Linked DNA regions of Mus musculus: regions 1, 3 and 4 are each linked to region 2. A link is a contact called in public HiChIP or PLAC-seq and promoter capture Hi-C data. All regions are on one chromosome and are shown on one strand. Each heading gives the region's core, a stretch centred on a gene start, on an enhancer-like site or on the middle of the called end of the contact. The rest is flanking DNA. Distances are from core to core; before and after follow the strand shown.

Region 1 (5,487 bases), core at 985-3,484, 400 kb before region 2:
GATCCTGCAGTTAGGCAGGATCCCTTACAACAGGTGACCAGACACCTCCAGAAGTTAGGATCCACCCAGCAGCCTAGGCTGGGACTGATAACACTAGGGTTAGCACCTACCAAGTCCTCAGGTGACTTGCTTCAGGAGCCTCTGACATCCTGACTCAGGCAGTTCTGCCCTCAACATCCTGCACCCCTCTTCAGGCCCTCACCTGCCCCTGCCAGTCAGCTTTCACTTTCACCACACCTTGCCCCATCTTCTAGGCACCAGTCACTCTTTAAAGACAACTGCAGTTCACTAAGCCAACCACAGCATTAGCTGTGCATTTTTACTGTGGCACTTTTGGAACTGTTCTTCCTTTCAAATTCCGGGGACAACTGCAGCACTCTCTGTTGGTTTGGTTAATAGAAGAGCCAGCTTATAACACGTGATGTGGCTTGTACAAGTTAGCTACCAGATTGAAAGCCAGAACTGATATAAGCAAAAAAGCTGCCAACAAGTCTTGCCAGGGTCACCTGCAGGTCCACCAACAAGCATTAAGAAATGGAAAATCCTCTCCTCTATTGAGTGGCAAAAAATAAAAATAAAACCCCCACAAAAAACCAGTGTATAAACTGTCTTTTCACTGTCTTGTCTCACTTTTGGCTAGTGCTTGTCAAGGACTTAAGGAAACTGAGATGGCTCAAAGTTTAAAAGCACAGACTGCATCAGGGTGTTGTGGGTGCTCGCCTTTAATACCAGCCCTCAGAAGGCAGAAGCAAGCGGATCTTTCTGAGTTCAAGGCCAACCTGGTCTATAGAGTGAGTTCTAGGACAGCCAAGACTACACAGAGAATCCCTGGCTTGAAAAACTATAAATAAAGAGGCAAACAAAGAAAACCCCACACACTGCTCTTTCAGTCTGGAGTGTCATTCCCAGCTCCCTCCACCTCTGATTCCAGCTGCAGGGAATCCAAAACCTCTGCCTTCCAAGGGAAACTGCACTCACCTGCACACACCCACGCCCATGTAATTCAAAACAAATTAAGTATTAAGAAGAAAGAAAAAGAAAACTTACGACCCAAGAGAACAATGTCATTAGATTCTACATAAGGACCAAAGCAGAGGTCAATGGATTCAAGGCCAGCCTGGACAACGTCATGAAACTGTCTCAAAAAAATAAAAAAATATAAGTCAAAGTGCCCCAACAATGAGGAAAGAGAGGGTAAACATTTTAAAATAGTCATCTGCAATTGCGTACTTGGAAAAAGGGCTTCTTTGCAAATCTGTTTAAGAAGAACACAGCAGTGTTCAACATCAGACCTAAAACCAAAGGTGCAGGAAAAAGAGTAACAATTTGTTGTCTTGCCCTGAGAGATCTGTAATTAGAGGTTAGTTCAACAGTTGTAAGCCAGTGAAGCCAAATGTAAGCCAGTGCTGGGAAGGCCACTTAAATTCCATTTACAGGAGCTGCTCCAAGGGGTCTGAGTTCTACAAAGGTGAGTAACTAAACATATATGGGAAGATTTCCTGAAAGCTATGGCTAGTGACCCAGAAGCCCAGCAAGAAGACGCTTTGTAAACTTTCTGCTGTTGCAGAGCAGTCCCCAGAGTGGGTATCTAAGTTTCTCAGCCCAATGCCCACCATATGGTCGGCTACCTAGCAAACGAGGCTGAGGTTTGACAGGAATGGGGACCTTCCTGAGTGGAGAGGGTAGCCTCTGAAATGCAATTGCTGGGTATGGGGAAAGTCAAACTGATCGGGTAGTGGCTAGGATAAGTGGTTGGGGACATGTTGAAGTCGGTGTTCTGAGCTGGCGACCTCAGGAAAGCCATCGGCCCCATCTGTGGGGCTTCGCCCACGTAGCTGTTGCGTCGGAGGAACGTCCACCGGCGCGCGGGGCCCTCACCTCGCACGTCCGCCGCCAGCGCTCGCCAGGTGGGTGCGTAGCCGATGCAGTGGCCGCACCACGACGAGTGGAACTGCACCAGCCACGCGGCTGAGCTGTTGCCCGTGGCCGACCGCACGCTGCCGCTGTCCAGCAACCACACGGCGTCTGAGCCCTCGCGGTAGAGCCGCGCCCCGCCGCCCTCCCGGGGCCCCACTGCCGCCACCACCGCCAGCAGGAAGAGCAGCCGCGGCAGCCGCGCGGCTCGAAGAGACGGTGGCTGCCGCGCATAAGCTCCTGGATCCCGCGCCACAGCCCGGGCGGCAGCCATGTTGGGAGTGCCGCCGGCGCGTTGACCTTTCACCCTGGCAACCGGCGTCACGTGCTTGCGCGCGCCGGTCCCGCCCTAGGCACTAGCCCCGCCCCCGAATCCGCTAATCTTCCCAGGCACTACTCTTCGTTCTCGCCCCGCCCTCGTAATTTGACCCCCCTCCCCAGCACTGGTCATTCCAGGTCCCGCACAGCTCGCTTTTTTGCTCCGCCCCCGAACATTGTTCCCGCCCCAGAATGTAGGCCCCGCCTCATTCCTTAAGTCTGCTCCGCCCCTGTGCTCCTGGCCCCGCCCCTGCCTCTGGTCATTGGCCCTATCCCAATTAAAAAAAACTCTTAAAAATCTTAAAACCCGCAAGCAATTTTCACCTAGTGAAAGTCCTGGGCCTAAGTAGCCAGATTTAGCAAGGGGAAATAGCCCGTGCCATGTTGAATGTTGAGTAAACACCAGGCCAAGATTTTCAGTCTGAAATGCAGATTTAATAGGACAAAAACAGATCGAAAAAATATTTGCTATATGCCTGTATTTCTTATGTAGCATGAATCCTAGATTTTACATGCAACCTATGATTTTACCTGTCAACTTCAAACATCCACGATGATCCCTTGACCTTTTTATAACCCACATGATACAGTAGAACCACCTGGTAAAGTTGGCTGGCTTCCTGCTAAGATGGTAGAAAGGAGAGGTAGACCTGACTCTTCTTTTTTAGACAGGGTTCTAAGGCTGGCATGGAGTTCACTATGTGCCTGAATCTGTCCTCCTGCCTCCCTGGACTGGGATTACACATGTGCACCACCATGTCTGGCTTCTCCAATCACTCAGTCTACTTTCCTATGCTAATGTTCTGCTTTCTCCAAACACTAGAGAGAATATGTAATCTCTTCTACTTCCTGTTTGTCTACCTGATCTCTCACTGTACGGTTTTTCCTACTTCACTCCCTGTCAACTGGTCTCTTGTTCTTCCTCTTGACCTATTTAATATTGTTTACAATAAACCAGGCGTGGTGGCGCATACCTTTAATCCCACCACTTGGGAGGCAGAGGCAGGCAGATTTCTGAGTTCGAGGCCAGCCTGGTCTACAGAGTGAGTTCCAGGACATCCAGGGCTATACAGAGAAACCCTGTCTTGAAAAGCCTATCTATATCTATATCTATATCTATATCTATATCTATATCTATATCTAATCTATACTGTTTACAATAAACAGAAAGCTCATGGATTAAAGGTGTGTGCTAAGGGCTGAGCCACACCACAACTAGAAACCGGTTTTATTCTCAGTAAATAACACAGTCTTGGGGTTTACATTGTGATCAAATATCCTGCAACAGGGAGACATGGTTGGGAGACAAATACAGAGAAGCTATTTGATTTTTAATGGTCACCAGAGGATGAATAAGCAGGACAAGGGACCAGAGAGACTGGTAGGGAAACTGCCTGGGGGTAGGGTGGGGGGAGGCAGTCATGAGAGTAGGACTGGCTTCTTCTTCTTCTTCTTCTTCTTCTTCTTCTTCTTCTTCTTCTTCTTCTTCTTCTTCTTCTTCTTTGTCGTCGTCGTCGTCGTCGTTGTTTAAATTTTGAGACAGAGTTTCTCTGTGTAACCCTGGCTGTCCTGGAACTCACTCTGTAGACCAGGCTGGCCTCGAACTCAGAAATCCGCCTGCCTCTGCCTCCTGAGTGCTGGGATTAAAGGCGTGTGCCACCATGCCCAGCAGGACTGGCTTCTTGACCCTCAGTTTGTATGTGGAAAGGATCTGGACAAGGCCAGCCTGGGATGGGAGAGCTTGATCTTCAGGTCCCAACTCTACACAGAAGGCAAGAAAGTCTGAGGCAGGATGGATAAGGAAACTTCAGGGGATATGAGAGAGTCTGGAGATTGGCTGACGCTTGTCTCTAGCTGATAGTCAAGAATTCCAATGCAGTTAACATTTGCTGACACAGAGACAACATTTTAAAATAAGGATGTTAAAGTAGCAGCAAGCCATGTTTGTGTCTTTTCGATCTAAACCTGCAGGTTTCTAGGAATTTCACAAGGAACTCATTTACAGGAAAAGTAGTTCCTTAAACTCCTTGTGGCCCAAGGTTTTATTTTACCAGATTGTAATTCCATCCAGATGGCTTCAGAACCATCCTATAATCTCACTTATTGGAAAGGGGAAAAGAGGAAGAGGAAGGGAGAGTCCCTTAGATATCTGTTGAGCAAAAAACTCTGATAGCCTCTGAAATCCTATACATGGCTATTTCAAAGCCACTTAGATATGACTCTCCTTTGAGAAGTCAACACCCAGGATTGGGTGTGCCTTATTTTTTCCCTAAGCATCTCTCTATTAACTACTATGCTGAAGTTTTTGTTGCTTTCTTCCTAATGAACTCTGACTTCACTACCATCTGGCCCATCCTGAAATTCTTATCTGTGGCAAAGTCAAGGATCTGGTGTTACCTGGATGGGGATCTTTGAAAGTTGAGGAGACTCTGCAGGTTGCTGGGGACTACATGAGCTATGTCTACTGCTGAACTATGTCTCACTGATGACAAGTCCACTGTAGTCCCAGCCCATGCAGCCAGTCCTGGGGCAGGGCTCAGACAGCAGGCAAGATGAGAATACACTTTCCAGGGAGTTTATGGTTCCCAACCATTTGTAAGAGCCCCAGTGGCCTTTGTATATGTTTTATGAGAGTGGCTGTCATGGTAGAGCAGGAGAGCATGGGGCCCCAGGGACTTGGGAAATTCATGTGACAGTTTGGCATGTGGAAAGCTGAAAGCATGGTCTAAAGAGACTGGTTTGCAAAGCACTGACAGAGACAGATCACAGGAAAATCAAAAGTGTGCTTTAACTGAGAAATAACTATTTTCTATGAAAAATAATAACTTCTCCCGAGGCTCATGTCAAGATTTATTGGTCCAAGTAGTTATGAGGAATCAGAACCAGGGCAGGTACAGCCTGAGACCTTGGAGGGAGGGACCTGGGACTGAAGCCTTACTACGATCAATGTGTTTGAATGCCAAAGCACCCTGCTCGAACACATGGGCAAATAAAACGTGTCCAGCACTTTCTGCAGATACACTTTCTCTCCGCCCACAAGAGCAATTTTACAACTTGGCTCCTGCAGCTGCAGCCCATCTTCAGACAGCCTGGCCTGATTCTCATTAGTTTCCCATCGCCAGCTTCCCTTCAAGGACACTGTGCCAAGGCTAACGCATGCTGCACCTGCTCTGTAGCCAGGGAAGGCGGGTCGGGGGAAATCCTGGCTATACTGTGTGTGTAGCCCTACTGTGCCCACATTTCAGCACCAATCCC
Region 2 (5,204 bases), core at 2,120-4,619:
AGCATGCTCGATCCACTGAGCAATATCCTGGATGGCACACAGTGGCAGCCCCAGTCTGGGCTTCAGACACTTGAGCAGACCAGCATTTCTATTGTGTTGTCTTCGTGCCTTACCTGGCGCCCCCACAGACCAGCCTTCTAAGCTTAGCTTAGGGAAAATGTTTGCCCACAGTATACAGAAAGCTTAGCTCCCTTTAAACCTTAGTCTGGCATGTTTTATTTTCCAGGGGAGATGAGAAGAAACTCAGTAGGCTATTTAGCCTAAGGTGGGAGAGTGCTGACAGCAAAGAAAGATTCCAGCCTCAAGAACTGACAAGTTTATTTGTGTCACAGCATCCAGCCTTTTTTCCCCTCTCCTTTTTTTTTTTAGTTTTTCAAGACAGGGTTTCTTTGTGTACCAGTCCTGGCTGTCCTGGAACTTGCTTTGTAGACCAGGCTGGCCTTGAACTCAAGTGACCAGTTATCACCACCCAACTCAATTATCTCTCTTAAGGCCATATACAATTAGATAGAGAGGTTGAGCCTTAGAGGGTCCTCCATCCAGTGTTTACCTCACCAGTCTTGGAAATAAGAGTCAAACCCAAGCCAATCCAAATCCAGTTCCTAACTTAGGACATGGGAGAGCTACCAGTGTAAATTTCCAGCTGCCCAAGGCCTGTATGGATGGTTCTGTGTTACCCTGGTGAGGTCAGAGGGCATACCTCAGGCACGTGATCAGCCATGTTGGCCAAGTAGCCCCCCTTCTTCCTGGCTCCTGGATCTGGAAGATGAAAGGAATGGAGAGTTTCTTGTATTTTTCCAGTCCCTCAGGATGTCTCCTAGAAAACTTAATTTCTATCTCCCTCCACTTCCAAAGTTCTATCTCCCTAAAATGCTGACCATGCAACCCTTTGGTGAGCCCTAGAGGTTTGACACTGGGGTCTGGCCAACAGCATCAAAGCAAAACCCAGTGCCTTCCCACCACGGCTCTGCAAAATGTCAGGCTACAAACCATTCTTAGTGCTCACGGGCTTCTGAGCACTGAGCGTAGAAACAGCCACTTGCTCTTTGCCCCAATGTCACAGGCTCAGCTGAGCAGCTGTGCCATGCCTGTGGTGCTGATCTAGGACAGCATCTTTAGGGCAGCCACTCACATCCCATCTGAGCATGCTCCAGCCTACCTCTTACCTCAACTGGACATTGCTGGGCATTTGGCATAAGCAGACTTTAGTCACCAACTTTCCTGTACCAAAGAAAACAATCAATGTAGACCTTCCACAAGTGTCGCACCCCCAGACCTCTGGAGGCCCGAAGCAGTAGTCCCTTTACCCTTATGCTTTATGACACCCCCTGTCACTGTTAGCTGTATGCTCCACCATGCTTCCTCATTCTGAAATCTCGGTGCTGCATGGACCTACCATCAGGCACTTCGTCTTTTCCCCTTATCAGTTTCACTTGCCCATGGTGCTAGGGATGGAGACTCAGGCCTGTGTGCAGCCAAGTGAGCACCACTGAGCTCCACTCCAGCCCGTACCAGCTAGCAACCAGTAGATACCCAGTTTGAAAAGCCATCTCACATCAAGGTAGCTGGAGCATTAGGTAATAAGCTCCACTCATCTCCCCAAAGAGAGGCTTTGAGGTTGTAATGGCTGGTTTTGTGCCAACTTGATACAAGTTAGTCATTAGGAAATGCCCCCATGAGATCCAACTGTTAGGCATTTTCTCAATTAGTGAACAGTGGGGAAGGCCTAGCCCATTGTGAATGGTGCCATCTCTGGGCTGGTGGTGGAACACACCTTTAATCCCAGGCCATAGAGAAACCCAACCTCTTGGTTGGGGTTGGAGTCTGGCTCGGTGGTTAAGAGCACTGACGGCTGAGTTCAATTCCCAGCTCCCCACCATCTAGAACAGGCTCTGATGGCCTCCTATGGCATGCAGGTACAGGCGGAGCACTCAGCACCCTTTCATGGTCTCCGCCTTGACTTCCTTTGGCAACAAGCAGCAGTGTAAGTGTGTGCGGAATAACCCCTTTCCTCCCCAACTTGCTCTTTGGTAATGGTGTTTCATAGCAATAAAACCCCTGACTAAGACAGATACATCCTTGCTTCCACCCACTGTTGTTTTTGAGACAGTCTCTTGACCCAAGCTGGTGGATAAGAGAAACATGTGCCACAACGCTGTGTCCCAGGACCTGGTTTCATGATTTCCAACAGATCAATTTCTCTGTAAACTTCCTCTTTACACACCAGCCCCTCTATTTGGTTTATGCAGAGCCATCAAATGACCTAAGCCAGTCAAAAACTAGGAGGGACAATCCCACCTCCAGCTTTCAGGAGTGTTGTCAGGCTACAAATCATTCAGACGTTCACAGGGCAGAACACTGAGCGTAGACATAGCCTCTTTTCTCTCTGCCACCTACTGACGCACATGTGACACAGCAGCCACACCTGCAACGCCTCTAGGAGCAGGGTGTCGATGAAGCAAGTGCTGGGTGCCACACCGTGACTGTTAATGCGAATCTTAGTAACTTTGAGTCAACTCACCTAATAGCCCAACTCACCTAATAGCCCAACTCACCTAATAGCCCAACAGGCGCTTTCTTTCTGGCAGGCAAGCTTCCTAGGGAAAGGAAAGGAAGAAAGCATTCTGCACACACCCTATCAGGATCACTTTGGGGGACTGCACTAGACTTGTATTTTATTCCTATTCCAATGGGTCCACATGGCTTGTCCTTGCTAAGGCTTTTTTTTTTTTTTTTTTTTTTGGTTTGGTTTTTCGAGACAGGGTTTCTCTGTATAGCCTTGGCTGTCCTGGAACTCACTTTGTAGACCAGGCTGGCCTCGAACTCAGAAATCCGCCTGTCTCTGCCTCCCGAGTGCTGGGATTAAAGGCGTGCGCCACCACGCCCGGCTAGGCTTTTTACAAATAAAACCCCTTTTTCTTTCTCTCCAACTCAGCGGCATTACACTAGACAGAGTACTGTCTCACATCTGAGTTATCTCAAGTTGGTATTCAGCATGCAGCAAATATAGACAGAGTCTTTCCCTGGTGCTCCTTAGCCCTACGAAAGGGAGACCGGTCTGGAGCCCCAACCAGGGGCTTCTGCGTTGTACTAGTCCAGACAGGAGCCTCGGCTTTCCTTCTCGGGACTTCTGGGGGCAGTCCACCCGGCCCTCGGGCACATCGTGAACGCCCTTCCCCTTACCACGCGGTTAGCCTGCTGCACATATTAGGGCGACTAAACTCTCAGAAGGAAAGCACGGTACATCTTCGTTACGATCGTCAGGAGACGCAGTCTTCCCGGTAGCCGGCCAAGGGTATATAGGGTCATCCGCGGCGTCCCAACGGTAACAATGGCGATACAAACATAGAGCCGCCATGGCTGCCGAGAGGCCGAGCATCTCCACGCCACGTCCTTTATAGTACTGACTACGGCAGCCCGCGAGGGACTTTCACTGTCCTCCGAGTGCCGCGCCCTCTAGTGGCTCCTTCGCTCCTCGCCGGCGCTTCTCATAGCCCAGTCGGTTAGAGGCTCATGGGACTCTGTACTGCTTGATCCTAGATCCTGCCTTTCCAAGCAGAACTCAGAGACTTATTTCGAGTGTTACCAAGCTCACAGGACTTTTCAAACGACCCATGAAGTCCTGCGCCTTCTTACGAAACTCCTCGTTTTTGGTGGGGGCAGCCTTGCTCTCCCTGTTCTTAGTGATACTAAAGCTTCCACGCAAAGAGGAAAGGCCAGCTCTGACGAACCAGAATTTAGGAGGCAAGGAGGTGACCAGTTGTTTCCTCTTTTACAAGGACGCTTTGGGGATGAGTCAGGAGGGAGCTCCAGGGAGTTCATGGATTCCAGATGTTTCTAACTAGCCCCGCCTGTGGGGTTGTCTGTGGATCTGAGGCACACAGCAGCTTTTAGAAGGTTGGCTGTCCTCTGCTTCAGGACAGTGCTGGAAGACAAATAATACACTCTGACTACTTGCTGTGTTGTGTCCCGCACAAGTACAGATTTGTCTTTTAAGTCCTGAAACTGATGAGGGCTCCCAGGTGATGGGGTGAATTGTGGGCCTGGGGACACACCATTGAGCACTCTTCTTTTACTGGTGGGCCAGCCCAGCCACACTTGTTAATAGTCCCAAGTTCTTGAACCCTTATATTGCCTGCCTGTCTGCCTTCCCACCTCCCTCTCTCCCTTCCTCCTTCCTGTTTTTTGATACGATGTCTCATATAGCCTAGGCTTCAAACTTGCTATGTAGTTGAAGATAAGTTGAACTTCTGATCCTCCTGCCCCTAACTTCTAACAACTAGATTTTGAGGGGTGAACTGTTATGCGTGGCCCAAAGCCTTGAAACTGGAGTTACAGATGGTTTTGAGTCGTCATGTGGATGCTAGAAATCAAACCTGGTTCACTAAGGAGCGGGCTCTTATCTTAGCCTCACGACTTGTTACCAGTCACTTTTTGTCTTAGTGATCTGTCTTAATTTCCTTTTCTGTAGCTGTGATAAAATACCAAGACAGAAGCAGGTTAAGCAGAAAGTGTTTGGGCTGCAGTTTGAGGTTGCAGTTTAGCATGACAGGGAAGTAACAGCAGTAGGCTTGAAGCAACTGGCCCACATGGCAGGTCAAGGATTAGAGAGTGATGAATGCTGGTCCTCAGATAACCCCTTCTATACTCCAGGATCCGAGCTAGGCCAGAGAATGGTGCCACACAGAAGGAGTTGGTCTTTCCATCTCAATTAACCTAATCAAGATAAGCCCTCCCGTACACCCAGAGGTTCACCTCATGGGTGATTTTAGATCTTATCAAATTGCAAATTGAGATGAACAGTCCCGATCCCTGACCAAAGCAACTTAAAGAAGGAAGAAATATTTGGCTTATAGTTCAAGGGAATACAGTACCGTCATGAGGCAGCAGGCATGGCAGTAGGGCTAGGAGGCAGCTGACCACACAGACCCTACAGTCAGGAAGCAGAGAGCGAGAACGAGTGCCAGAGGCAGTCATGAGGTTAATTGCACAAATTAGCTCCTCTATTCACATTGATCCAAACAAAACTGCAATCTCCTGGACAGAGGGGTGTGGACAATGATTTTGGTGTGGATAGTGGAAGGCAGGATTCTGCTTCCAGAGCAATTCTGCATGTCAGAAAGTTGGAGCAGCAGCAGAGGTAGCAGCTTCAGCAGAGGTAGCAGCTGCGGCAGTGGCAGCAGTGGCAGCAGCAGCAGCACTGG
Region 3 (5,657 bases), core at 209-2,708, 320 kb before region 2:
AATTTGTCCCCAGTAGAATGTTGTGGGCCTAACAACAGAACCCTGTAACATCACATATGGGGCTCATTGGTTTGGTCCTTGGCAAAGCTGGGGGCCCGCAGGGGCTTGTATTGCTGCAGTATGTCTCTAAGGGCCTCCTAAAACCAAGGCCTGGGAATCTAAGCCCAGTCTGACACCAAGTGGGTCATAGCAGCCTCCATGTGTATGTTGTATCCTTTGAAGGCAACCAGGAAGCGCCTGCATTCCAGAGCCAGGGTCTGCTAGGGACCAGGCCCGAGACTTCAGCAAACGTGGGTGGTGCCTGGCCAGCCATAACACACACTCTGCCTTAGCCAAGAGAGAGCAAGCCCTGGCTCCTGTGGTCTTAGGGGGAGGTGTGGGGACAGCAGCAAGCTTGCGCCTCGCCCCAGGCACAGATGGTTCTCATTGCTCGCTCCTGCTCCTTCCTAGGAAAACAAACTAGCTCAGGGCCAACAGCCCAGTTTTATCTTGTGTTTGTTTTTGTTGCCATTTTTCTCCGCCTGAAGCCACTGTACTGTGGGCTGCGTCTGCAGGGTCTGTCTGGGGTGACCTTGGCATGGTGTCCCTCTTCAGACCAGGGTCCAGGGGTGCAGAAAAACTGCCAAGGACACTGCCATAGTCTGCACCCTGACATGTTCCTGTTCCACTGAGGGTCACAGCTACGTTTTCAAGAAGATTTAGAGTGGCCTGGAGAGAAGAGCAGAGACCTGGGTGAGTCCCAATGGAACTGGCTGTCCAGATGGTGCCCTGTGGCTGGCTGGGGGTTGGCTGAGGTGAAGGCTCCAAGGCTACTCAAGTTGGATGAAGAAAGATCACTCCGAGGTTCAGATCCTCAGGGTCCTGGGAGAACTCAGAGGAGGGTAGGCAGATGAATGAGCAACGGCCAGCCTCCCACGTGGGCTCCTGGTGTTCTTCCAGTATGTTTTCCAAACGCTTGCATTTCACAGATGAAATTCAACATGAAATCTGGTGGTGAAAGCCCTAGGAAGGTAGAGACTTGCCTAGGGCTGGACAGCATCCTCCCACCCTGACTCCATCTAGGAAGACCTGTTTTCTCCTTAGCCCCAGGAGCATCTGCATGGCCTGTACCCCACAAGAGGTGACAGGAAAGGAACAGGATGTGTGTGTGACAGCAAACTCTCGTGTGTGTGTGTGTGTGTGTGTGTGTGTGTGTGTGTGTGTGTGTGTGTAAGAAAAAGCACTAAACTCCAGGCTTAGCAGGGCTTCCCCCCCAAAGAAAAGGAAACACAGCATTGTCCACACTAGAGCAGGACTCTCCTTGCACTGGACCTCAAAGACAGAGCCCCGCCCACCCCACGGTAGGCGGGACCGCCGCAGTGGTGGCCGGTGGGCGCCTGCCCCTCCCCACCCTCCCTCCGCCTGGCGGCGGTGACATCACAGCTCTGGCGGGAGGGGCGGCGGCACCCCAGCACATCACTTCCTCGGCGTCTCCCGCGGACGCGCGGACAGGCGGACGGACGCGCGGACAGGCGGGCAGATCGGCAGGCGGACGGCCGCAGAGCGGGGCGGTGCTCCTGCTCGGCGCGTCCCCGACTCATGGCGAGCCCGGCCCCGCCCGTGGCCGAGGAGCTCCCGGGCCCGGCCTCCAGGCGCCTCTACTCCAGGTAGTTCAAGGACCGGGATGGGAACGGGGACCTGAGCGGCAGACGCGGGCGGGAGGCTGCCGGCCCAGAACAAAGGCTGCTGCGGCGACGCGCAACGTGGCCGGGGACGCGCCTCCCTGGATCTGCGTAGGGAGCGGTGGGGGCGCGGGGCCCAGGGCCCAAAGATCAGTTTCGCGGTAGAGGGGTTGGGACTGGGTTCTGCCTGCAACCCTGTCCTGATGCCAAAAGGGCTTACGGGGCGGGCACTCCACCACCCGGCTCTGCGGGACCCTGAGTAGCATGGATGCCAGTCTTCGTTATCTGGAGTTCTCTTCTCAAGCCTGACACTGCCGTGACCCGGTGTTGGTGTAGCATGGCCACGACCCAGGCTGTCATGATGGGGCCCTGCCTTCACTAGCTATCCCCAGCCCTAGGCCAGAAGGAGCTGGGCCTGAGCCAGGCAAGTGGGTGTGTGCTTCCCTACAAAGGCATTTGCCTTCCAGGCAGGTTCACAGGTGATCGAGCGGTCTGTGCTGTGTGCCCGCCCACTGGGAATGACAGGATAGTCCTGCCCCTGGCTCCATGCCTCCCTGGTGACTCCCTTTTGATGGATGAGGGTGTTCTCCGGTGAGATGCTGATCCCAGAAGTGGACCAGAGCTGTCAGTTCACTCTGGCTTCAGGTTGAGCTGGACCGGCCTGAGTTCTGGGCAGGGGCTGTCATCAGACCTAAAGGAAGGCCCAGCATCCTTCAGTTAGCTTCTGGCCCCCACCTCGTCTAGCCCTTCCCCATATCTGGGGTCTCCCTGTTAGGGGTCAACCCTGAAGAAATCTACTCAAGTGGGGTGGTTCATCAGCTAGCCAAGCTCTGCCTAGTACCCCCAAAGAGCAAAATGAGGGCTTGGTGCCTGGCGAACAGATCCTTGCCGTCCCGTTCTAATACAGTGTTCTAATGCTGCAGCTCAGAGACAGTGTCCCCATTGTGTGGTGTTGAAGATCATGCCTGAGCCCCACACCCTCCTCCAAGTTCTAGTGCAAGGGTAAGAGGTTTGCTAGCAGCTTCTTGGAGTCCCCTGGGAGCAGAGGCTCTGTGGGGTCACATTTAACTCAGGGCCAGCCACCCCTGTGAGAAGGAGGTGTCTACTAGGCAGACTGCAACGTGTGTGTGCATGTGCGTGTGCGTGTGTGTATGTATGTGTGTGCGAGTGCTCGCATGTAAGAGAGGGAGGTGGACATTCAGAGCACAGGTCTCAAAGCTGTGTCAGTTGCTCCCAGTTCCCCCTTGAGGTGACTCACTAGGTAGAACCCTAGCCCCTGTGTAGCTCTCACTGGTTAGGAACAGTATTCAGGATACTGGTTGAGGCCCTGTGCTCAGCTTGGCATCCCTCCAAGCTGAAACCCAAGCTGAGCTCAGAGGGTTGAGCTGGGACCAGATTTAAGCTGTGCAGCCAAGAGCCTTCCCACTGAGCCTTCCAGGAGGCCCGTGAGCTGTTTGGCCTCCACCTGTTGTGTCACAGCCAGGCTTCCCTGGGCTGATATGGGATGTCTTGGTGGGAGACACTCTCTGAATCATCCACTGTCCCACGAGCATCCCCATTCTTACTGGTATCTGACTGAGAGGGTTTGATACTTATAAAATGGGGCTGAAGAGCTGAGAAGAGCCACAGATAATGTCCCTGAATGGCCAGCTCCTCATGGAGTGTAGCGAGGGGCTGGCTCAGGGAGGCAGGAACACTGAGAGGGGTGGGGCAGAATGGAGAGGGTCTCTGTTGAGAATCTCTGGTACACTGGCACTGAGGCCAGAACAGGGGGTTGGGCTAGAGGGTCCCAGAGACAAGTAGCCAGGAAGTCCTTATATGTCCTCTTCTGGACTCCCAGCCCCACGAGGAAGAGGCTAAGGCTTGAGTGAAGCTGGGAAGGGAGGGTTAGCAGGGGAGCCCACATTGGAGTGGCCTTACAAAAGGTGCACCTAGGGTAGGGGCTACTGGTGCCCGGGCATGGCAAGGCCTCTGTGGCCACATGGCCATACAATGCTGGTCCCCTACTTTAGTATCTCTTTCTGTGTTCTCTCCTCAGCGCTGTCCCAGACAGCACAATTCCCCAGGTAGCCCTGCAACCCTGACCTTTAGGTCCTTTCCTGAAGCTAAGATATCTCTTCCCTTCGCAGCTTCTACTGCCCCTTACTCCCTCTCACCCCTTCCCTGGCTGCTGAGGGAAAGTCAGCGTAACTTCCTTCTGTGAGATGCTGGGCAGTGCGGAGCTGTGAGCAAGGGTCTCTCAAGCTTTGGGCCAGGGATCAGTCCCAGGTGTCTGCTCTGCAGAGAAGGGGGCAGGCAGAGATTCAGGTAGCTAGACAGCTCGTTGTGGATACTAGAGGACACCAGGAGACTTAAGGGGACACACAGATGAGATCAGGAGGCCACGAGCAGAGTGTGGAGTCAGCTGCTGCTACAGTGACTGAGATGTGGCAGACAGTGCCTGGGTCTTGGTTCTTGTGTTCTTGGCATCTGTAAGGGGAGTGGCACAGAGCTGTGATCCTTTGAAAGTGGCTCCAGAGGTGACATGGCTTGGGGTCAGGACCGCAGTGTAGAGATGGGTCAGCTGAGTGGGCAGTGCCCTCCTCTTTGGGGAGGTGAAGGATCACTGTTTGTCTGTTCATCTGTAGGTCTGTCTGGCCAGAAGCCAATGCCAGACAAGAGTTGCTCACTCCCAGAATTGGAGTGGCATGGACAGTGGGAGACACTAAGCTCTAGACCCCAGGTGACTTTGATTTTGAGCCTCAAGAGTAGAATTTCAGGCAACCCTTGGAGTGAACAGGCCTTTCAGAGGTCTGAGATAACCCAGCATCTGTTTGTTCAAATGGTGGCACCCCTGGGTGTGTGATCACCTTGACAGGTGACAGGTGGACAGCACCTTCTAGGCCTGCAGAGGTGGGAACAGAGGATCCAGGAACTTGTCTGCTCAGCCTCATCAGACTGACTGCCCCCAGAGGGCAGGAGAAGGTGGAAAGCTGTTGACAGGGAGGTGGGCAGGCCCCAAAGAGCACCCCTGGGGGTTCCAGGCTGGTGTTCCAGAAGTGGTACTCCTGTGCCTCAGAACAGAAAGTAAGAGCCCCAAGTAGTCTCAGCACCTACCCCTGCTGTCCAGCTCCTGTGGCTGCAGCTGTACTCACCCTGTTCTTATCTCTGGGTTCCATAGCCCAAAGACATGTAGCCTGGCAGGGGGGGGGGGCTCCAATGGGGTCTGGTCATGGGGGGGGGGGAGGTGAGGCCAAAATGGGGCAGTGGTCTAGGGAAAGGCCTCTGAGAAGCCACCAGTGCACTGCCCTCACGCACTGGATCAGGTCCTGACTCTGTAGTCCTGCCCATCAGTGGACATTGCTAGCTCCTCTCTACTCTTGGGGTCTCTCCCTTTGCCCCAGAAGGGCTACAAAGGCGGTTGTGTCCTTAGAAGTTAGAGAAAGAGCCCAACTGTGTCGGGACCAGCCTCCATAGACCCTGTGTGGCCCCGCACCCTGGTTAGACCTGGAATCTGGAGCTTACCTTGAAGAGCTGGGTGGATGTGGCCGTGGGCAAGAGTCCCGCAAGCTGAAGAGGACTCTTTGTTCCGGCTCAGTTGAGTTGCCTATGCCAGGATGCAGGGCAGACCAAAAGGCACAGGCTGGAGAGAGGAAAGAGGCCAAGTAACAATGTTGTTCGGAATCCTAACTTTCCCCAGCCATAGGGCAGGCTCTCCTGACTGGCATTCCGAAAGGTGGGAGTCTCTGGCTTTCTGTCAGCGCCAGGTGAGGATCAGAACTGGACTGGGAGATTCTCATGCCCACTAACGTTTTTTTCACCACTAATGTTGCCAGTCCTAGCACTCCCGAAGTCCCTGGGTTCTGGGTCTGAGCTGTATAAAACTGTGCTAAAGGATTGGTTCCCTGCTCCCTGCCCAGCCTCCAAGGAGGACAGAAGGGCAGCAGAGGATTACCTTAGGCTCCCCGCCCCCGCCCGCCCCTCACCATCAGTGTTCATCCATCCATCCTGAGCTGC
Region 4 (5,807 bases), core at 1,514-4,013, 320 kb after region 2:
GTGTGTCTTTCCTGCTTATATCAGCCTTAGGAGGGAGGGGCCTTGTAGTCTCTCCAATCCAGCCTGCTTATATAACTCAGCAGAAGCAGTTAAACTCACGTCCCTTTACCCTTCAGCAGCTGAATCTTGTAGCCTGTCATGGGCTCACTTAGCTTGATCTGACACAACTCTCATAAACACACTTCCCATACCAGTTCCCAAAGAAATGTTCTCCTTCCCCTTTGCCCGCACCCTCCACTGTATAATCCCAGACCAAGGTTTTCTTTAGGTTTAAGGGAAGGCAGGAAAATCCTAGGCAGCAGGAAGCCAACCTGCCTTATAAGCATATCCCATCCAGGCTAGGTGTTATCACAGTGCTCATTAAGCAGGCAAAAGACACTAAGCAACACATAGTGCACTTCAGTCCCCCTAACTGTACAGATGACCACACTGAGGATAAAAGGATGCAAGAAAGCCATCAATTGGCAAAAAGGCAGGACTGGGTTTCACAGGAGTCCTTCTGGGTCCAGCACACACTATGAAAAAGTTTTTGTTGGCTCTTACCTTGTGCCAAGCTCTACACTGGGGCCCAAAGACACAGTATTATCTGTATAATAGGGTCTGCCTTTAGCAGCCCACACTCTAGGAGAAACAAGGGACGAACAAACAAATATCACAGGGTTGGGTAGAAGACTGTACCAGGGCCGAACGGTGGTGGTGAAGACAGTGGATCACCTGTTTCTGTGGATGTTCCAGGCACCACAGCAGAGTTGATACTTACTCAGTGGGCGTGGGCTGATTCAAGATAACAGCTGCCTCCGTAGCTTTCCACTTAGGCTTGAGAGCCCCTTGATGAGAAGAGATGTCACTATATGTCCTCTTCTTGGCTCCTTTCTTCTGCTCTGTTCCAGAGGTATCTGTGGGAGGTACTAGTATCTTCCTGTCCGTAGGTGCAGATGTAACAGAACCCCTAGTGCTCTTGGCCTTTTCTGTCCTCTGCTTGTCTCCCTTTGATTTATCTGAGGCCTTTTTTCTGTTCTGCTGGATTATTTGGGGGTGCATTTTGTCATCCATCTGAGAGACAAGAGGTTTTTCTGCGGCCTGTGACTTTTGTTTCAGTAGCTAATGGAATCAAAATTAAATATAAGCCACATTTATTATTTTGTTAAAAGCCACATTTAATTTTGAACTGACATACCACAGGTTCAAGAAACTTGTGTGTACATCTATTCTATCATCCATGCACTTCCCATCACCACTAATGGTGCTTTTCACTTCTTTATTTGGAGTTTCACTTAGTGACTTCCATGGTCAACACTGTGGGACACAGTGATCACTTCCGTTATCTCTGGAGGCGGCTACAGCTCAGAATCTAAGGAAGACCTGGAGGAAGGGAGTTCAATGGAAAGAAAGAAGTCCTGTGAAACCAGATAGGGCTGATCCATGTAGAGGAGAGGTCCAGGAGACCAATTTCTTCCTTGTGTTCAAATCTCCAGTTAAGACCACAACAAGATGGCAACCAGCTGAGAGATGTTGCAGTGAGTTTCTACTTATTCACTCCCCTAATACTTAAAAGGCCTGAAGGATTTAGATTCTTGTAGAAACCAGAGCCAAATCCAAGTTTCCTTTAGTAAACATGTCCTCCCTGCACACTTTACTTTCTTGGGAGAAAGAACAAGAACCAGCATACACAGCCCTGACTGTCCACAGGGTTTGGCTGCTCCTGGGTGTCCTGTTGGAAGATCCACACTAAGGAACAAGGTGGAGTGTTGTTATGGAGGCCAAGAAATTCCTTATTGTCTTTCTTACTGAGGCTCCATGACATACACTCCTCAAGACTCCCTAGAAGTCGACAGTGAAGGCATATTCAGCACCCCAGTTCTGCTGTTTACACCGTATGTGACCTACTTTCAACTCAAACCCTGTAAGTTATGTGTCACAATTTCCCCGTCTAAGAAACAAGGGCAGTAAAAGCATCTAACTAAGCTGGGCGTGGTGGCGCACGCCTTTAATCCCAGCACTCGGGAGGCAGAGGCAGGCAGATTTCTGAGTTCGAGGCCAGCCTGGTCTACAGAGTGAGTTCCAGGACGGCCAGGGCTACACAGAGAAACCCTGTCTCGAAAAAACAAAAACAACAAAAAAAAGCATCTAACTAGTATGGAAGAATTTATGAATGGGGGTAGGTATAGAGGCTCAGGACTAGGGAGGCTACCTAATGTAGGAGGACAACCACTAGTGTGGGTATACCCTGAGCTACAATAGTTCCAGAACCACTGGGCCAGAGTTCTGGGACATAGTTTAAGACGTTGCCAGGGTGGCAACCTAGATAAGTGATTCATAATTGAGAAAAAGAATTTGAATGAAGCAGAGGGCAACATCCCTTCCTCCTTCGGAGTCTGTGGCTACCTGACAGAAAGTTCGGGATGAAGGTGGCCTGTCGCCGGTCTCACCTCTTGCAACGCCTTCCAATTTTGAGAAAAGTTCTCGGGGGCCTTCGGCGGTCGGCCTGCCACAGCCGCCGGGTGGCTTCCCGGAACCCCACTTCCTGCCAGAGCTTTGCTCTTCCTGAACTTCTTCTTGGCTTTCTTCCTAGCGAGCTTCCTGATAGGCCCAGGTTGGGGCACCGGCGCGGTGGCCTTCGTCTTCATCTCCCCGCTCTCCGCAGTCGGAACCACCAGGGAAGAGACCGCGACTCCAGCAACCGCGCAAGCACACATTTCCCAGGGTGCAAGCGTGCTCCACTGCGCATGCGGGAACCCGGGTTGCTGTTCTCTTCGCGACCTGCTAGAAACCGAGACTGCATCTTTGGTTCCGCACGTATGCGGACTCTGCGACTAGCCCGCTAGTTAGCACTGGGGGCTGACAGCCCTGGCTAGCAGCGCTGCGGTTGGATACCCAGAGTTTGACGGAAGGGAGCCCAGACCTTCACAAAGATCTGGTGTCCCGGAAGGCCGCAAATGAGGAGACTCTGGGACACCGGAAAAGGCTGGGGGACTACTCTCGGTGTGGCACTCACGGGGGTACGGAAGAGGCGGAGGCGGGTCTTGTGTAGGTTGCCCTATGCACAACCACACACTGCGAATACCGAAGCCTTCCCCACGTCTCTGGTTTACTGACTGCAAAGGCACGCCAGCAGTGTCCGATATTAATGATAAAGCAAAATTTAATTGTGACTATATACGTATACATATACATTCTTAATCGCAGTGTTAATGACCAGCAATCTATTCTTGATCCTGATAGTGCAATACAGATGGGGCGGTCACAGTTGAATCGTTTGCCCTCGGGTTTCTCTGACTAGAGATAAGCAGCAAAGCCAACAGACCACGTAAGAAGGTTTGGGAGACTTGGTGGTGGCTGTTAGGAAAAATATCCAATCAGGACACCCCCTCCCCGGCACCCCCCAAGACCAAGTTCTGAGCACAGAGAAGGCTAGGCAGATTCCGCAACACACTTCAAATTGGCAGTTAAAGAGACTAGGCCTAAGGTATGGGCAAGTCCAAGCAACTCGATTACTAGTAGAAAAAAAAAAAAAAAATCCAGGCTCTAGCCTTCGCACCTGTTGGTATTCTGTCTGGACTCCACCCCCACCGAAACCTGGCAACAGCCAGATATGCTCCTCCACACAGTTACCTGGTAGCAGCTAGGTAGGACTGACCCTATAAAAGGGGCTGCTTGCCCCCTCATCCCTCTCTCTTTCTCTCTCACGCTTTTGCCTCTTGGCCCCTTGTTCCCCCCTTTCCCCATTCCCTTACCCCCTCTCTCCATATGCTCATGGCCAGCCTCCAATCCTCTCCTCCCCCTCCCCCTCCCCCTCCCCCTCCCCCTCCCCCTCCCCTCTCTGCCTTTGTCTCTACTACCCTCTTAACTCCCCTCCCCATGCCCCGAATAAACTCTATTCTATACTATACCGTCATGTGGCTGCTCTCTCAGGGGGAAGGGATGCTGAGGCATGGGCCCACTGAGGCACACCCTTCCCCCACACCCTGCCAGAACAGATCTTAGTAGCTCTTTCTCTTTTTATGATCACAACAGCACTCACTCAGATAATGGTTCTGGAATGCCTAGAGATAGAATAAGATAAAGCCCATCTACCCCAGAAATCCAGTGCGCTTTAAATCGAGCCTTCAAGCTCACTTGATGGTCTCTCTATCTTAGCAATGGGAGACCCCAGCATGCTGGACTTCTGCAGAATAAAACACTCTTTGCGGTTACATACTATTTGAGTCCAGGGTGCCAGTTTTGGGGGACCCTTACAAAAAGAGATTTATTTGCCCCAGAGGGTAGGAAATAAGAGACATAGATATGAGAGAGAGAGAGAGAGAGAGAGAGAGAGAGAGAGAGAGAGAGAGAGAGAGAAAACAAAGTAGAGGGAGGAGGCTATTTGCCCTGGGGGGTGGTACCTCTGCCTACTGATGAAACAGGAATGGCACTAGGAAATTGGCAGTTTATGAAGATATAAAGGACGAGGTGTTTAATTTGTTTGTTTGTTTGTTTGTTTGTTTGTTTTTCGAGACAGGGTTTCTCTGTGTAGCCCTGGCTGTCCTGGAACTCACTCTGTAGACCAGGCTGGCCTTGAACTCAGAAATCTGCCTGCGTCTGCCTCCCGAGTGCTGGGATTAAAGGCGTGCGCCACCACCGCCCGGCCGGTGTTTAATTTTTAATTGGACATGTTAATTATGTGAGTCAAAGGGGGCTTTTCCTTGCTAGACCTCAGTGCTTTTATAGCTGGACTTTGGTAGTCAGCCTCAAAAGGAAGAAGAGACCAGATAAGGGAATGCACCTTGGTGGCTAGCCTTAGGAATGTAATCTGATGGTTTTTAGCAAGGCAGAGGGAATGGGGAAAGGGCAAGGCCTGCCAGAACCAGGCTCACCATCTCAAGTTGGCCAGAGTCCCTTTAGTGGTAGTCATGATGCTGGTGGGGTATGTGCCAAACACCCTTGGCACCCCTCTCCCTCTTAAGTTAGAGACCCAGGGAATCCAGATGAGTTCAATGACTAGGAGAGAAATGAAATTTTGTAAATTGCAAATTTAGCATTTGCTTAGTTTTCTGTAGTAGTTTGAGGTCTAGAATCTTCTGTCATGGGACATCAAGGTTGTTTCCAGCTTCTGGCTATCACAGATTTATTTATTTTCATTTTTCTGTTGGTGCTATTGAAAGACTCCAAAAGGAGCTCAGGCCTCAGGACAATAGACAAGAACTCACGACAGACCGAGCTTGTTGCAAACCACATGAGGCTTTATTCAGGGAAAGCCAGAGCTCTGGGGACGACTCATATCCCACGCAGGGGTAGAGGAGTCGACCTCGAGGGGAAAGAGTTCCCAGTTTTTATAGGCCCTCAGGGGGGAAAGGAGAAGGGGGAGATTAGGGGATTTCCAGATCTAAACAATGTCTATTCTCAAGAAATGGGTATGGGAGGGGTACAAGGAAAGAGTCTAATGAAGGTGCAGCAATGGGCACACACCTGGTCAGAACATTGGCAGACACACAGGTTCGAGGAGTGGCCAGAGCATTGTGCACCTCTATTTTTCTAAATCAGTGAAGCTAGTTCTGCTAACACTGACAATCTTGCCAATTTCAGGGCTTCTGTGTCCTTTTACATTCTGCCAGGATCTTTCACTATCAAACCTAAGGCTTCACACATACTACACAAGTACTCTCTCTACATCTATACTTCCAGCCTAGGAACTGGGATTTTAACTCATTTGTTGATTATTCCTGTGGCCTATAATGTCAATATTCATCTTATTTTCTTTTTTAAAAATTTTGTTTGTTTCCAGAGAAATAGCGTGCTTTTTTATTTAATGTATGAGTGCTCTGCTGCAT

The links. Promoter capture Hi-C pulls out the DNA fragments that hold promoters and counts their contacts. HiChIP or PLAC-seq counts read pairs in DNA pulled down with a chosen protein or histone mark. Capture Hi-C pulls out chosen DNA fragments and counts their contacts.
Region 1: a contact with region 2 is called in a promoter capture Hi-C map of neural stem cells. The contact joins the promoter of Qsox2 here to the promoter of Snhg7 in region 2. A contact is called at or near these places in 3 of 39 promoter capture datasets (liver, neural stem cells and pre-B cells), 1 of 115 datasets of contacts at active chromatin or transcription factors (bone marrow-derived macrophages) and 3 of 9 other capture datasets (adipose tissue, liver and macrophages).
Region 3: a promoter capture Hi-C map of liver shows a contact between it and region 2, with 4 times the contacts expected there. The contact joins the promoter of Gpsm1 here to the promoter of Snhg7 in region 2. A contact is called at or near these places in 10 of 39 promoter capture datasets (the 3T3-L1 cell line, the C10 cell line, cranial neural crest and 5 more), 1 of 15 datasets of contacts at CTCF or cohesin (the NIH/3T3 cell line), 6 of 484 Hi-C or Micro-C datasets (B cells, the N1E-115 cell line, double positive thymocytes and 3 more), 5 of 115 datasets of contacts at active chromatin or transcription factors (T-cell acute lymphoblastic leukemia, bone marrow-derived macrophages, double positive thymocytes and 2 more) and 3 of 9 other capture datasets (adipose tissue, embryonic stem cells and liver).
Region 4: an H3K27ac HiChIP or PLAC-seq map of epiblast stem cells shows a contact between it and region 2. The contact joins the promoter of Rexo4 here to the promoter of Snhg7 in region 2. A contact is called at or near these places in 2 of 39 promoter capture datasets (embryonic stem cells and neural stem cells), 1 of 15 datasets of contacts at CTCF or cohesin (embryonic stem cells), 5 of 484 Hi-C or Micro-C datasets (CD8 T cells, bone marrow-derived macrophages, cortical neurons and 2 more), 25 of 115 datasets of contacts at active chromatin or transcription factors (the SCID.adh cell line, T-cell acute lymphoblastic leukemia, astrocytes and 15 more) and 4 of 9 other capture datasets (adipose tissue, embryonic stem cells, liver and 1 more).

Annotation. Positions count from the first base shown.
Region 1 is chr2:26,235,165-26,240,651 of GRCm38.p6, forward strand. It overlaps Qsox2 (quiescin Q6 sulfhydryl oxidase 2), which reads right to left and starts at 2,235. Exons shown (of 12, transcript NM_001302956.1): 1 at 1,879-2,235. The coding sequence starts at 2,188.
Region 2 is chr2:26,636,875-26,642,078 of GRCm38.p6, forward strand. Snhg7 (small nucleolar RNA host gene 7) reads right to left here and starts at 3,370. Exons shown (of 4, transcript NR_024068.2): 1 at 3,184-3,370; 2 at 2,556-2,597; 3 at 1,167-1,221; 4 at 302-759. Snora17 (small nucleolar RNA, H/ACA box 17) reads right to left here and starts at 2,447; the gene lies at 2,316-2,447. Snora43 (small nucleolar RNA, H/ACA box 43) reads right to left here and starts at 1,111; the gene lies at 973-1,111.
Region 3 is chr2:26,314,075-26,319,731 of GRCm38.p6, forward strand. It overlaps Gpsm1 (G-protein signalling modulator 1 (AGS3-like, C. elegans)), which reads left to right and starts at 1,459. Exons shown (of 14, transcript NM_153410.5): 1 at 1,459-1,646. The coding sequence starts at 1,579. It overlaps Gm52505 (a long non-coding RNA gene), which reads right to left and starts at 5,250. Exons shown (of 2, transcript XR_003953775.1): 1 at 5,166-5,250; 2 at 1,275-2,352.
Region 4 is chr2:26,961,623-26,967,429 of GRCm38.p6, forward strand. It overlaps Rexo4 (REX4, 3'-5' exonuclease), which reads right to left and starts at 2,764. Exons shown (of 8, transcript NM_207234.2): 1 at 2,430-2,764; 2 at 761-1,101. The coding sequence starts at 2,696.